2 separate regions of the Lactuca sativa genome follow, and region 1 is linked to region 2. A link is a contact called in public Hi-C data. All regions are on one chromosome and are shown on one strand. The core of a region is the stretch at or near the end of the contact, and the rest is flanking DNA. Distances in the headings are between cores, read along the strand shown.

Region 1 (6,989 bases), core at 3,976-6,475, 180 kb before region 2:
AGCTCGGTGTACACAAGCCCGACACCAGGGACACGGACTAGACCAAGGCTTGGGCCGAGACCGAGGATCCATGCCATTGAGATTTTACTATGCATTTCGAATTCGTATCTTTTAAGGGTTCCGTAATGCCAGATGTACATGATGAGAAGGAATACTCCGGCGATCACGAGTGGGACCCACCCGCCTTGGTTGATTTTGAAAAGGACGGATGAAAAGTAGGTGCATTCAACTATGAGAGAGAGTGCGGTGAATATGAATACGAGAATCCAATGACATCGCCACACAAGCAACATGATTAAGATCATGAGGAATGTTGTTACGAGCATCACCACGACAACTGCGGTGCCTATAATCACATGGAACATGTGAGCGGGCAATCGAAACAAGTTTAGTTTTCTAGGGCTATTTCGTTATGATGAAGATGACGAGGGCATTTATGTCTTTTGTACACACGGAAGAGCTCGTGTCCCACCTTTTTGGGTGGGACAAAAACTTGCAATTTTTACCCCATTGATATCAGTTTTGGTTCCAGTCTAATCTAATGCACGCCAAACACAGTACAACCTGTTTTGTCATGTCCTGCCATGTGTAGGACAAAACAGTCCTGTAGTGCGTTTAGAACCGATATCAATGGGAAAAAAATTGCAACCCAACAAGGTGCGACAAGAACTCGCTCTTGATCTCTCGTCTGTGCAAAAGACGTCTGAATATCCAAAATAACCCTAGAAAGCTTTTCCAAGTAGTTTCTCCATTTGTTACGCATACTCACCATAAGCATTGCCGATCTGGCTTTGATTTTTGAATCCAACGGTTACAACGATACAGAGAACCATAAGAATCCAATTGATATCAGGAACATAAATCTGCCCCAAAAATTTCTTTGATGTATGAACAACTTTGATTCGAGGAAAGCAGCCGAGTGCATTAGCCTGCTTAATTATAGAAAAAGTAGCAGATATAGTAGCTTGACTCGCAACTATAGCAGCCAGAGTTGCAATAACAAACATCGGCCAATATATTCCATCTGCACTATTACAAAAAACTTCTATTACAGTTTCAGTAAAAAAAAATAAAAAAATCAGCAACCCCTGAGCTGACCCACACTGCCCAGATGTAAATCAGGTACACAGGACCCCACTATTTCGCCAGTATTCACATTGGAACTAAAACTCCCACAATGTGGGTGGCTACATGGATAATTTAAGATTATTTATAGTAGAAAATTGGAAAAAAAATATGTATAACCTGGTATAGAGCGATAAAAGGCATCGTACACATGTTCTTTGTTCTTCATAAGGTAGGCTGCTTGTCCACAATAAGCAAGAAGAAGGCAAGGAAACACAACAACTGTAAATGCCAGCTGGATTGCTGAAACTGGAAAATGAGCAAGGTCTGCAAAAAGTGCCTCCGTCCCTACAATTTTTGGTTCGTAAGATTCCATGGAATTGGTTGGAACTGGAATGGAATACGATTCCATTCCGATCCCGAGTGAATAACTGAATACCTACCTGTGATGCTGAGCATGATTCCACCGAGGGAAATCCAACCATTTTTACCACGTCTTTTAAAGTAGTGGAATATATATACGGGTGAAAAAGCACGCAAAATTCCTTTATCATATTTGCAGATGTTGAAAATTCCAATTCCTCCGATTAAGAGAAACCAAAGCAACACGATTGGAGCAAAAAGCCATCCTACTTTGTCTGGACCATAATGTTGTAGGCTAAACAAGAATAATAATATGATAACAGAAACTAGTACTACAACATCTACAACAAAGAACAAAATGAAAACATAGAGATTTTTAGAAAGAAGAAAAAAAAAAGGTAACAAAAAATTCTTTCTATAAATAGAAGCAAAATATTGACCTACCGTTACTCATCCTAGGGTGGTCTATCTTGATACCTCCAGAAGCTGATAAAACTGGTGAAAATACATATTATGGTTAAAAACATTTCACAACTAATGAAAAAATAAGATACATAAGATCAAGAACTCCTATATCTACAGATCATCATTAAAAACAAATCAGAATTAAGAAAATTAAACCAGAAATAAAGATTCTTTTTAACCTACGCAAATATTTTATCTAGAAAAAAGGTGATATCATATATATGGAATAAAAAAACTAGATGGAAAATATTTGTGGAAAATTAATGCATATTTTAAGGATAAACCTATTAAATTCATAATAATAGTCTTCGTTTTTCATCTTCCAGATGACTCAATTCTCTTAAAGCAATTAAAATTGCAATTATTTTGTCAACTTTCAGCCAAAAATGAAAGCGTACCCTACAAAAATAATGTTGCATTAACTCTAATTAAGGTCAACTGCATCAAAAAGAAGCCGGATTTTAAAAGGTGATACAAACATTACGTATTAATAAATAGAAGTACTAGAAGAGAAGCAAAAATGTTTTACATGAAGATAAAAGTAAAAGCAAAATACTTTCCTTTTTGAAAATAATTAGTATGATGATAATGTTACCTGAAATAGCAGGAGTAAGAATTCCATCTCCAATAACCATACAAGTGCCAACAAGGACAAGTAAAAGAAGGGCATTCTTTCTAAATGTATGTGCTTCCAACCATCTTTTTGTTTTTGCAGCAAACGATTGCTTATGAATTGTGTTTCGACTATAAGTTGTCAACTCTTCATCAGTTCGATGTTGATTAGGAATTGTATTAACTTTTGCATGTCGACATAATAATGAGTAAAGAGCAAAAGTCCCCCCTACAAAATAATTAACAAATTCAGTGGTTGACTTGTCAAGACAACATGATCATAAAGGATAGTGTTTGTATTTCTTTAATCCATTTTGACTTTTTCCTTTTGTAACCCATACAGATCAGGACCCACATGTCTATTTTTCAGTATACAAAGCTGAAAAGTCAACTATGAAGGAAAACAAGTAGAATCCAACATGGAGATAAGGAGTGATGTTGAACTCTTCAACTTTGAAGACTTTATGATTATAAAATCAATGTAGTTGAAAGGGATGATTAAGATTTAGGAGGTGAGATACAGAATTACAGATACCTCTAGGAAGGAAGCATTATGACACCAAATCATTATAGTAAACAACTAGGTTATTTTCACAGCTCAAATCTAGCCTGCAAAAAGCATCACAGAAAGAGCCAATGAGGATAGATGTTGGAATGGAATTGAAAGAAATCACGGGATTAGACAAAGACAAAGACAAAGAAGGAATCTGTTAAGTGTTAAGTAAAGAACGGATAGAAATAGATTTCAGACTCATGAAATGAAAGAAATCACTTGGATTAGACAAAGACAACGAAGGAATCTGTTAGTGAATACCATTGATCCATCAAGATCAATGCAGATTGAAGATTTGAAGTCCAGAAAGTGGAAAGAAGCAGATTCAGTGAGAAATACACATACTTTCACACCCTCTTTTATGCAACAAATGAAAATATGATAAGGTATTTGTGGTTTTTGAGTCATAAAAACATCTCTACAAAACTGCTAAAAGGAAGATTGTGTGTAGGGTTACCCCCCTTTTACCACTAGGGCAAGCATGTGGGGACCACAACAAGGCCTTTTAACCAACAATATGATGTGGAACAATGTTATATGTCAATGTTCATTGTTACTATGCCTCATGAAAGTATACATAGCATGTCATAATGGTGCAATTCAAAGTTAAACAAACAATAGTGTTCAAATTTAAATTATTACATAAACCCAAAAATAATAAAAGATACATAAATAAGTAATAATAAAAAGTAGAGAAATAGGTACCTTGACCATTGTCATTTGCACGACAGACGATGAAAACATATTTAATGAGTGGCACAAGAGTAAGAGAATATATGATCAAGGAAAGTGCCCCAATAACATCCTCTGTATCATCAATTCCTTTAGGAAATGTATTGTAGAATACGTATAGAGGAGAAGTTCCCAAATCTCCATACACAACTCCAAGACTTTGAAATGCAAGTCGAAGAAGTAATATAACTGAGAATTTCTGCATTTGACACAATAGTTTATCATCAAAAACTACAACAAGAAACACAATCAAAGTCAAAAGTATGTGACCAGTTTTTTTAAAATAGTAGGGTATTTAACATATATGACCAATAGTGTAAACTACAATAATCATAGTGTTTCCCTTCAATGACTTTCTCAAGCTTAATAAAGAAAACCCATTTGATAATCAATTAATCTCAACGCCAATGAGTTTAAAGTTTAAGCTTCAAACCTCTGCCACGTGAATTTAAGGGGCATTATGATTAGGGAATCTAGCTTTTCTTTCATACAACACAAGCAGAAAAGAAAAGTTGAGTTGAATCCCTAATCAACCTGCTGACTACAAGAACAAGGAATGACGAAAACAGAAACAAGATTGACCCATATGGAAAAGAAAATTAAAAGAATCTACGAAAGCTGTATTCATGAGAGAGAGATTAACCCCCAAAAAGCAAAAGCATTGAGAAAAAGAAAGTGGCATAAAGTTACCTTTTCTCTGTACATATTCTTGAGCCTACCAGCCTCTTCGTCCATTGGCTGATCGATCTTCTGCTCCAAAGCCCATATGCCACCTTCGTTTTCGATCTCTTCAGTCAGATCCATTTCAATTCTCTGACCCAAGATTGAAGCAACACCAACAAAGAAATCGATGGACTTGAACACACTTCACCTAAATGGCTAAAATTGAGTTCAATTAAAACCACAAAATGAAATTCAGTCTTATCGCGTACTCTGTCTGTATATATACGTACTGAAGCAACTAAAAGGAGAAATACGAACTGAGAAATCGTTGGTTTAAATTGAAACCCAATTCAACTGAACTTTAATTCTCAATCTCTCAAATTAAACTAACCCTCAAAGTGACCCGCAATTTTATTGCCCACTTTCTCTCTAGCGAGTAACCTGAGCAGAAACATGGGTTCAGATTAACTTGATTATCAATGGATCAGACTCGAATTGAACAACCGACATGGCAAAACTCAAGTTTATCACTTCCTCTCAAGTGGGGTAAGCAGCTCTGACAAGAATATTGAATTATATCTCTTCGAGAAAACTAACCAAAAGAACTTGATTCAAATTTAGCGTCGATTTTCTTCTAGTCTTTTTTAGGTTCCGGGTTGGGCGTCCAGCATGGAATATGGACGACGAAAATGGAATAGAAAAAAAGGAAACCGCCTATGGCTATGCGGCAAAGGGAAAATAGTATCCGAAAACGAAGGTTGTGTGGTCATCCTAGATCACTGAATATCTTTTATTTGTTTATATAATAAACAAAAACTACACATAAATAGTATAAAATCTTTGCGATTTCTTAAGATTTGCATGTTTTGTATCTAATTTTTTCATTATACACATTATATATATTAAATACCAAAATGGATTTGTGAAGGAGATTTACCATTCATTGCAAATGTTATTTCCAGAACAAATTTTTTAAGTTCAAACTAAATTACAACTTTGACATCAAAAAATACCAGCTTTATATTTACTCTTTATTTGGAAATAGAAATTTTGTTTCTCACAATAACATATTTTCATATTTACTTTCTTTCCCCTCAATTAATTTTCATCAAACAGTTTTTAACCTTCATAATTTTTTGACAAAACTTCAAAAATGGTCCCTGTGGTTTTCGAAAATATCAAGTTTAGTCTCTAAGTTCAAAAAACCTCACAGATGGTCCCTGTGGTTTCAAAAATTTTAACATTTAGTCCTTCCGGCTAACTCCGTTACCATTTAGCCGTTAAGTCAGGGGCATTTTTGGCATTTCACTACACAATGACCATTTATGAGGTTTTCAATTACTTGTTTTTAAATAAATAAATAAATAAAATTTAATATGCAAGGGTCCCACCTCTCTCTCTCTATGTGTGTGTGTAAATACTCGCAAGAAAACACAGAGTAGCGACAGCCATGGCAGCCAACAAATTTGCAACCATGGTGCACATGAATACAAACAACATCACACTCATTCTCATTTATGTTGTTCTTGAATGGACGCTCATACTTCTCCTCCTCCTCAACTCTCTCTTATGTTTTTTCATCATCAAAATTTCCCAATTCTTTGCCCTAAAGCCACCTTGTTTGTGGTGTTCTACCCTCCATCGTTTCTTAGAACCCAAAAACAGCAATTCCCACCGCGATCTTCTCTACGAACTACATTCCAAAGAGGTTTCCATCTTGGGCTTCTGCCCAAATCACAAAAAATTGGCAGAAATCAAAGAATTATGTGAAGATTGTTTTTCATCTCATCTGGATTTCTAATGCCATGTGAAACAGAGTAACGGGGAAGATGAAAATGAACAGAACTTTAAGTGTTCTTGTTGTGGTTTGAAGTTTCATAAGAAAAGTTTTGATAGTTTTGTAGTGACTCGGAATTCTTATGATGTTTTGGAGCATACTAAGAGCGAAGGTTTGATTAAAAGTTCCAATGATAAATTTGGATCAGATTCGATGGAAGAAAAGCTTAAAATTTAGAGCAGAAAAGAGACTCAGATGAATTATGACGGGAAAGATATGTGGGATTCAAATACTTTTGAAATTGAAACAGAATTGAATCAACTTGAAAAGAAGGAAGATTCAACTTCTAATTTTCTCCCACAAGATCTCGAATTCTTCTTTGATCATAGTGGTAATCAGTTAGTACCTATTGAATTAGTTGATTCAACAACGGAGGAAAGTCAAAACGTTTCTGAAGCTGATGAAGACCACGCGTCTAGAGATTACAAAAAAGCTCTAGTAATCCAAAACCACCAGATGACAAGGCTTGAATCCACGGAGTTGAAAGAAACTGATAATTCTCTTGTTTTACATGCAAGAAACAGTGAAGTCATTTATGAAAAATCCGATATGTATTTGAGAAACCCCAAGTTTTTGCAGTCGAGATCCAGAAATGATAGGCTACAGATCAGAGACGGTAACTTGTGTAAGCATATCGAATTTTGAGGAAGAAGATAGAGAATATAGGTTGCTGGGTTTTTTTATGAGAGAGAGAGAGAG
Region 2 (6,086 bases), core at 3,493-5,992:
AATCGGATTTGAAATCGCTGCAGAATTGGGTAAACATGGAGCTTCCATCGCCATCATGGGTCGTCGTAAACACGTCCTTGATTCCGCGGTTTCTGCTCTTCAATCTCTCGGCATTCACGTAAAGCCCTATTCATCTCTCTGTATCTTCGACTTCACTTTAAAATTCTGAAACGTAATTTCAACTATTCGTTTTAGGCTATTGGGGTTGAAGGAGATGTTCGGAATAAAGAGGACGCTGCTCGAGTTATAGAGACAACGATTAAGCAGTTCGGCAAGCTTGACATCCTCGTAAATTCGGCGGCTGGAAACTTTCTTGTCCCTTCCGAGGATTTATCGCCTAATGGTTTCCGAACAGGTACGATTAAGATCAGACGAACTAAAATTACGGATTTCTGTAACTTATATACCATAATTTAAAGTTTAAACTTCTGGTGATTGCAGTGATAGATATAGATGCAGTTGGGACATTCACAATGTGTCATGAAGCTCTCAAGTATCTGAAGAAAGGGGGAGTAATCATAAACATAAGTGCAACTTTGCATTATACAGCAAGTTGGTATCAAATCCATGTCTCTGCTGCTAAGGTCTCGTGAATTACCCTTAAATCGTTACGCAAATGCAAGATCAAACTTGTTAATCTTGATATCTTGTTTTTTCATTGTAACAGGCAGCTGTAGATAGCCTTACAAGGAGCCTGGCGTTAGAATGGGGAACTGATTATGGAATCAGAGTTAACGGGATTGCACCAGGCCCCATTGATGACACTGCTGGTGTTACCAAACTCTTACCTGAGGATGTCAGGCGCCAGAAACAAGAAGCATCTGCTTTATACAGGATGGGGAAGAAATGGGATATCGCCATGGCTGCTCTCTATCTTGCATCCAATGCAGGTCAGTTAGCCATATGCACTCTAGGTGTTCGATGTTTTGTCAATAGTTATTTGAGAACGGGTTTGACACATAAAACAACCCTTTTACTAGAAAAACAAAATGTATAAATAGAATTTTATGATTTTTAGCATTTTGCGTGAAATTGAGAAAAAGTATGTTGATGAATGTTTGAAGGTAATTATGTAAACGGGACAACATTGGTGGTTGATGGTGGAATATGGCTGAGCAAGCCACGAGATTTGCCAAAAGAGGCTGTAAGACAACTTTCAAAGGTCGTAGAAAAGAGGTCTAGAGATGCCCCTGTTGGTGTTCCAAAGAGCAAACTTTAAGGTCAAATTCTGCAACTCCCTTTTAGTGTCACGTTCATGTAATTGATTGGGTTTTTATTATTTGTTTTACACTTTTAGTTTCGTATGTCTAGTCTGCCTTTGACTTGTTATGTTCTGCGATTTACCTTTGGGGCAAGTAGGAGTGGAACTATGAAGGTTGATTTAAATATAATATTATGATTTTGGGATCATAAATGATATGGAATTAAGTTCATAAATATGCATTTTTTTTTCTTTTTTTTTACATATACATATACATACATAAATCAAGAATTTGACATTCACAAGTTCAAACATTAAAAATACATATAAAAACAAGCTTATAGATTAATCCAACTACATTAAAAATACATAACCACAAGTTTTACATCAAATCACATACATCAAAAAGAAAAATAAAGTATAATACCGAAACAAAATATAGTTTTAGATTAATACAAAAGCATCAAAAAACTTGGTAACATTTACCATATGTTTTACTATCTAGAAAAAAATCTAAATTGATATGAAAAAGACCACCAAGTTTATTATGAAAATGTCTTTTTTCATATGTTTTTATTCAATTTAACCGGTTCAACCTGATTTTTGTAAAACTCAGCCGGTTCATTCCGATTCAAAAATAAACATAAAATCGGTTATCGTTAAACTGCTCCCTTGTCTCTAGTTCCCGGTCCGGACGGTTCAAACCGGTTTTTGTCCGGTTGGAACCAGTTTACATTGAACAAGATCAATCCAAGCGCAAAATAGATAAATAAATAAATAAATAATGAATAAATAGAAACCATAAGTACCAAACCACATAGACGGTTTTAGTATTTTACTCCAAATAATAAGAATTTTTTCCGTTTCAATGTCGTCAACACTCAACAAATTCATTAATTTCATTCCTCCCTTAGCTGAAGCAGCACCCGATTCCTTTCATCATTTTTCTGGTGTTCATTCACGTAACTAGAAAATAGTGGATGTACACATCCCGCACATGTCACATGATACATTCATACATATCAAACTTTTCTTAAAACAATTCAGAAAGTATCTTAACCACAGTAAATAAGTTAAAGCTCCATCTATTCATCTTATTACAACACTGACTGAACCAATTTAATATATGTTTAATAAAGAAAAATATATATATATATATATATATATATATATATATATATATATATATATATATATATATATATATATATATATATATATATATATGACCACACACCTATAAATTTATACAATGTAATTACGAAAGAAACATAATGACCGATAACTAATTTAAGTGCAGTTCAAATGCAAAGCAAAATTTATACATTAAATTACTAATTTAGTATTTTTGAATTCCAATTTAAAAAATATCCCAATTTTTTGAAATTTACAATCTTAATCCGAAAATACAAGATATCAAATCGGATTTTCGGATTCCCCCTTTAATCCTATTCAATAAACTAGAGGTGTACCCTGACTAGCATCTTCAAGGAATTGGCTTCTCAAATGTTGTAGAACACCTGCAGACCTGCTCATTCACTATGCTCCCACTGCCATTAAAATTATTTGTACGATTTGCATAAAAGAATGTAAAACAACCAAACCAACCCCAAAATATAATAAAAATACATAACTATCCCCAATGTCCAAAATCTTAAAAGGTTACAATAATACATAATGTGTTTTTTATAAATATATTTAATATGTCACTGGACTTTTTATAGGTTGTCATTATGCCATTAGATTGCATTTTTATCTAATAGAAGCAAATATCAGTAGGCCTAAATGAACAAATTATTTAAAATCTATCGGAAAGAAAGTTTAGTGACATATTTGATACAATTAAAAGATAAATGATCTGAAGAACAAATTGCTTGCTATTAACCCAATCTAATATGATAAAAGTAAAAGGTTTTTGAAAAAGTTGATAAAGGAGATTTTGGTAGATATAAAATAAAGTTGCAGAGATATGAGACAAAAATAAGTCATTAAATAACTCGAAAACCTTTATAAATGCTCTTTACAATTCTCACTTTCTAACCATATTCTTACATAAATAAACCTTAATACATACATACCCAAACAAACACAAGACAAATATCGCAATTAATTAAGATAACCTTAGTGGGCATTTGAGGGGTTTTATTGAGCTTTCATCAATAAGCATTTGATTATATAACAGGAATCCAACATAAAACAAGATTAATGACAAATTTAATGGCCAATCTATATCCAATGATTATTGTTTTTTTAAGATGGGTTAAAAAAAGGATTGAAATTAAAAGTCATACTGATAACAAAAGTATCCAAATTTACAAAAAAGAAAATCTCAAACCTTTTTTTCGTTGGTGATACACAACAAGTACAAACAAAGATTCAGTGTAATTACTGATACTGATTCATTATTATTCCAAATTCTCCATCTGAATGCTGCTTTTAAGAGGCACATACTCTCCAAGATATCCACCCAAATGATCATACAAAGCATTCTTATCGATCTCTTGATGATGATAGCTCTTGCACACATAGTAAAACACACTCTGAACCAGTAATCCCACCAGGTTCACAATCACAAGAACACCGACCAAGAATCCACCGACCACGATCCTTGAGAAAACCCCGTAATAATACTCCCCACCATGGACGACAATTGATCCAAATAGTCCATTAATCGCCCCACAAATGATGAAATACCCGAAAACAAGAACAGACGCCATGCGAGCCCTTCCTTTGAGGATCTCGAAGCTCTTTTTCATGGCGGCGAAGCCATAAACAGGCTCAAGTACAGAAATCACACTTGCTAAGTGCCAGAGTGCAGTGATGTAGACATGCACAACGAGGAACAACAGGAAGACGATAATCAGAGAGAAGAAGAACAAAACCAAGTTCTGTGTATCGATTGCGATGATCAACAGAACAATAAACCCGAGAAACACAATGTTGTAAGCTACCATGGTGAGACCCACCCATAGGAAGGTAATGAAGAGGCGTTTGAAGACGGAGGGGATCGCGGACATTGTGTAGGAGAAGGAGACGGGTTTGGAGGTGTACAAGGAGGCGACGGTGAAGACGACGGCGGCGGTGGAAAGGAGGGAGAAAACGAAGAGGAAGATGAGGTAACAAAATTGAAAGACGAGGAGTTTAGTCCATTGGGAGGTGTGGGAGCCATATGGATCCTGGATTTGGGTGATTAAAGGGTGAGTGAAGAGAGAATGAGCTAAAATAGCGAATGATAATGGGAAAATTAGGGTTAGGGTGATGAGGTAAAAGGTTTGAGGGGATTGTTTGGGGATGGCGATTGATTCTTTGAGAATATCGGAAGCAGAGAGGAATTGGAGCTCTTCTTGATGTAGATCCATGGCGGATTGATGTAATTTTGTTGAAATCTGTAAGATAAAAAGTGGATCTGGGGTTGGGGTTGGGGTTGAGTATGAGAGGGAAATGGAAGGTGCCTGAGATGGAGGAAGAAGGCGGTGCCTTTCCGCAAGCCTTTCTTACTTTTATTTCATCTCAAACAACGAGCGGAGAGAATCAATTTTTTGCCTTTCCTAATTTTCCAAAAACTTTTGTTTCACAGGAACAAAATTTTACAATCACTGATTCATTTTATTATTATTAGGGTAGATTTTTTAATTTAGGTTTCTTAAAAGAACCATTCAAATTTCTTTCTAAAAAAACATCATTCAATCAAAACTCGTTGAAACCAAAAATTTTATATAGATAAAAAAATTAACAATTAAAAATTTTATCATGGAAAAAAAATATAATAAATGACTATTAGATAAAACTAAAAGCTGTTTTATTAGTCTTTTAAAACATTATTGTCATAAAATTTAAATCGTATTTTAGAAATTAAGATCTAATTACTTGAAATTGAAAATTCCTTAGTTCCCATTTTTGAATAAATACTTACCATTTTCAAATATTTAAGTTAACAAAAAAAATAGATATTAAATTAAGAATTCTTTAAAAATTGACACGTATCAATTAGTCTATCTAGAAAGGGGACATGTGTCATTTAAAGGTTTTGTTTATTAAAGAAGGTAGGTGTTTTTTTATATATACTTTAAAAGAGATTAATTAATATATAAGTTTTTTTCTTTTCTTTGTTTAAAATAAAAATAAAAAATATAACTATTATTTTCTTTTATATTTTTATTTAAATTATTATCATTATATTGTTTTTTATGTTTTGTTCAAATACAATGTTTTTTAAGTTCCGTTTGAAAACAAGATTTTTTTTATGTTCCGTTGGAAGATAATATTTTTGATGTTTTTCGTTTGTAATATCTTATGTTGTAATTTAATTTGTTTTTTAACGCTTTTCTTTGATGTTAAATTACTTTTTAGGAATTTATTTATTTATCATAACATATATTGATAAAAAAATTTGTTGTTTTTTAAATTAATTATCTCTAAATTGTTAAATCTCACTCCCAAACTGTTGGAACTAAACTCTGCCTAATAAACACAACAAGTAACCCTACTCAATTATGGTCATTAACCCGACTCACAAGTCCAAATCCAACAACTACCCCCCTGAAGGGCAAACAAACCATTTCCCCTTCCATGGTCTAAAAACCTCAAATCTTTTGACGAAAAGTCAAAAGTCAACAAGTCAACCCTCTCGGTCCGTACGTGGGGGCGTACGTCTCGAATCAGTGAAGTCAAGGACGGGCTTGGCTACACGGGGCGTAGCCAGGAGTACTCCCAACGTACTCTACCTTGTCCAAGAACTCCAACTTTTAGGTCTTAATCCTTTCAGACACTTATTCCAACTTCATATCTGACCACTATAGAATGTCTTAACCCATAAGGTCACTGACTTTACACCTTTGCATGGCTAGATAAGGGTCAAAACACAAAACCTTAACTTTTACAACAC

What was found. A called contact is a pair of places that touch in the nucleus more often than the background predicts.
Region 1: a Hi-C map of leaf shows a contact between it and region 2, with 8 times the contacts expected there. The contact joins the promoter of LOC111908952 here to the promoter of LOC111908955 in region 2. A contact is called at or near these places in 3 of 4 Hi-C or Micro-C datasets (leaf and seed).

Annotation. Positions count from the first base shown.
Region 1 is chr3:232,582,637-232,589,625 of Lsat_Salinas_v11, reverse strand. It overlaps LOC111908952 (potassium transporter 10), which reads right to left and starts at 5,225. Exons shown (of 9, transcript XM_023904741.3): 1 at 4,845-5,225; 2 at 4,481-4,669; 3 at 3,764-3,989; 4 at 2,489-2,734; 5 at 1,873-1,923; 6 at 1,509-1,769; 7 at 1,246-1,413; 8 at 770-1,024; 9 at 1-346. The coding sequence starts at 4,594.
Region 2 is chr3:232,398,596-232,404,681 of Lsat_Salinas_v11, reverse strand. It overlaps LOC111908955, which reads right to left and starts at 4,742. Exons shown (of 2, transcript XM_023904753.3): 1 at 3,537-4,742; 2 at 2,497-2,751. The coding sequence starts at 4,560. The coding sequence ends at 3,607. LOC111908954 (peroxisomal 2,4-dienoyl-CoA reductase [(3E)-enoyl-CoA-producing]) reads left to right here. Exons shown (of 5, transcript XM_023904752.3): 1 at 1-118; 2 at 196-355; 3 at 442-584; 4 at 668-890; 5 at 1,065-1,414. The coding sequence ends at 1,219.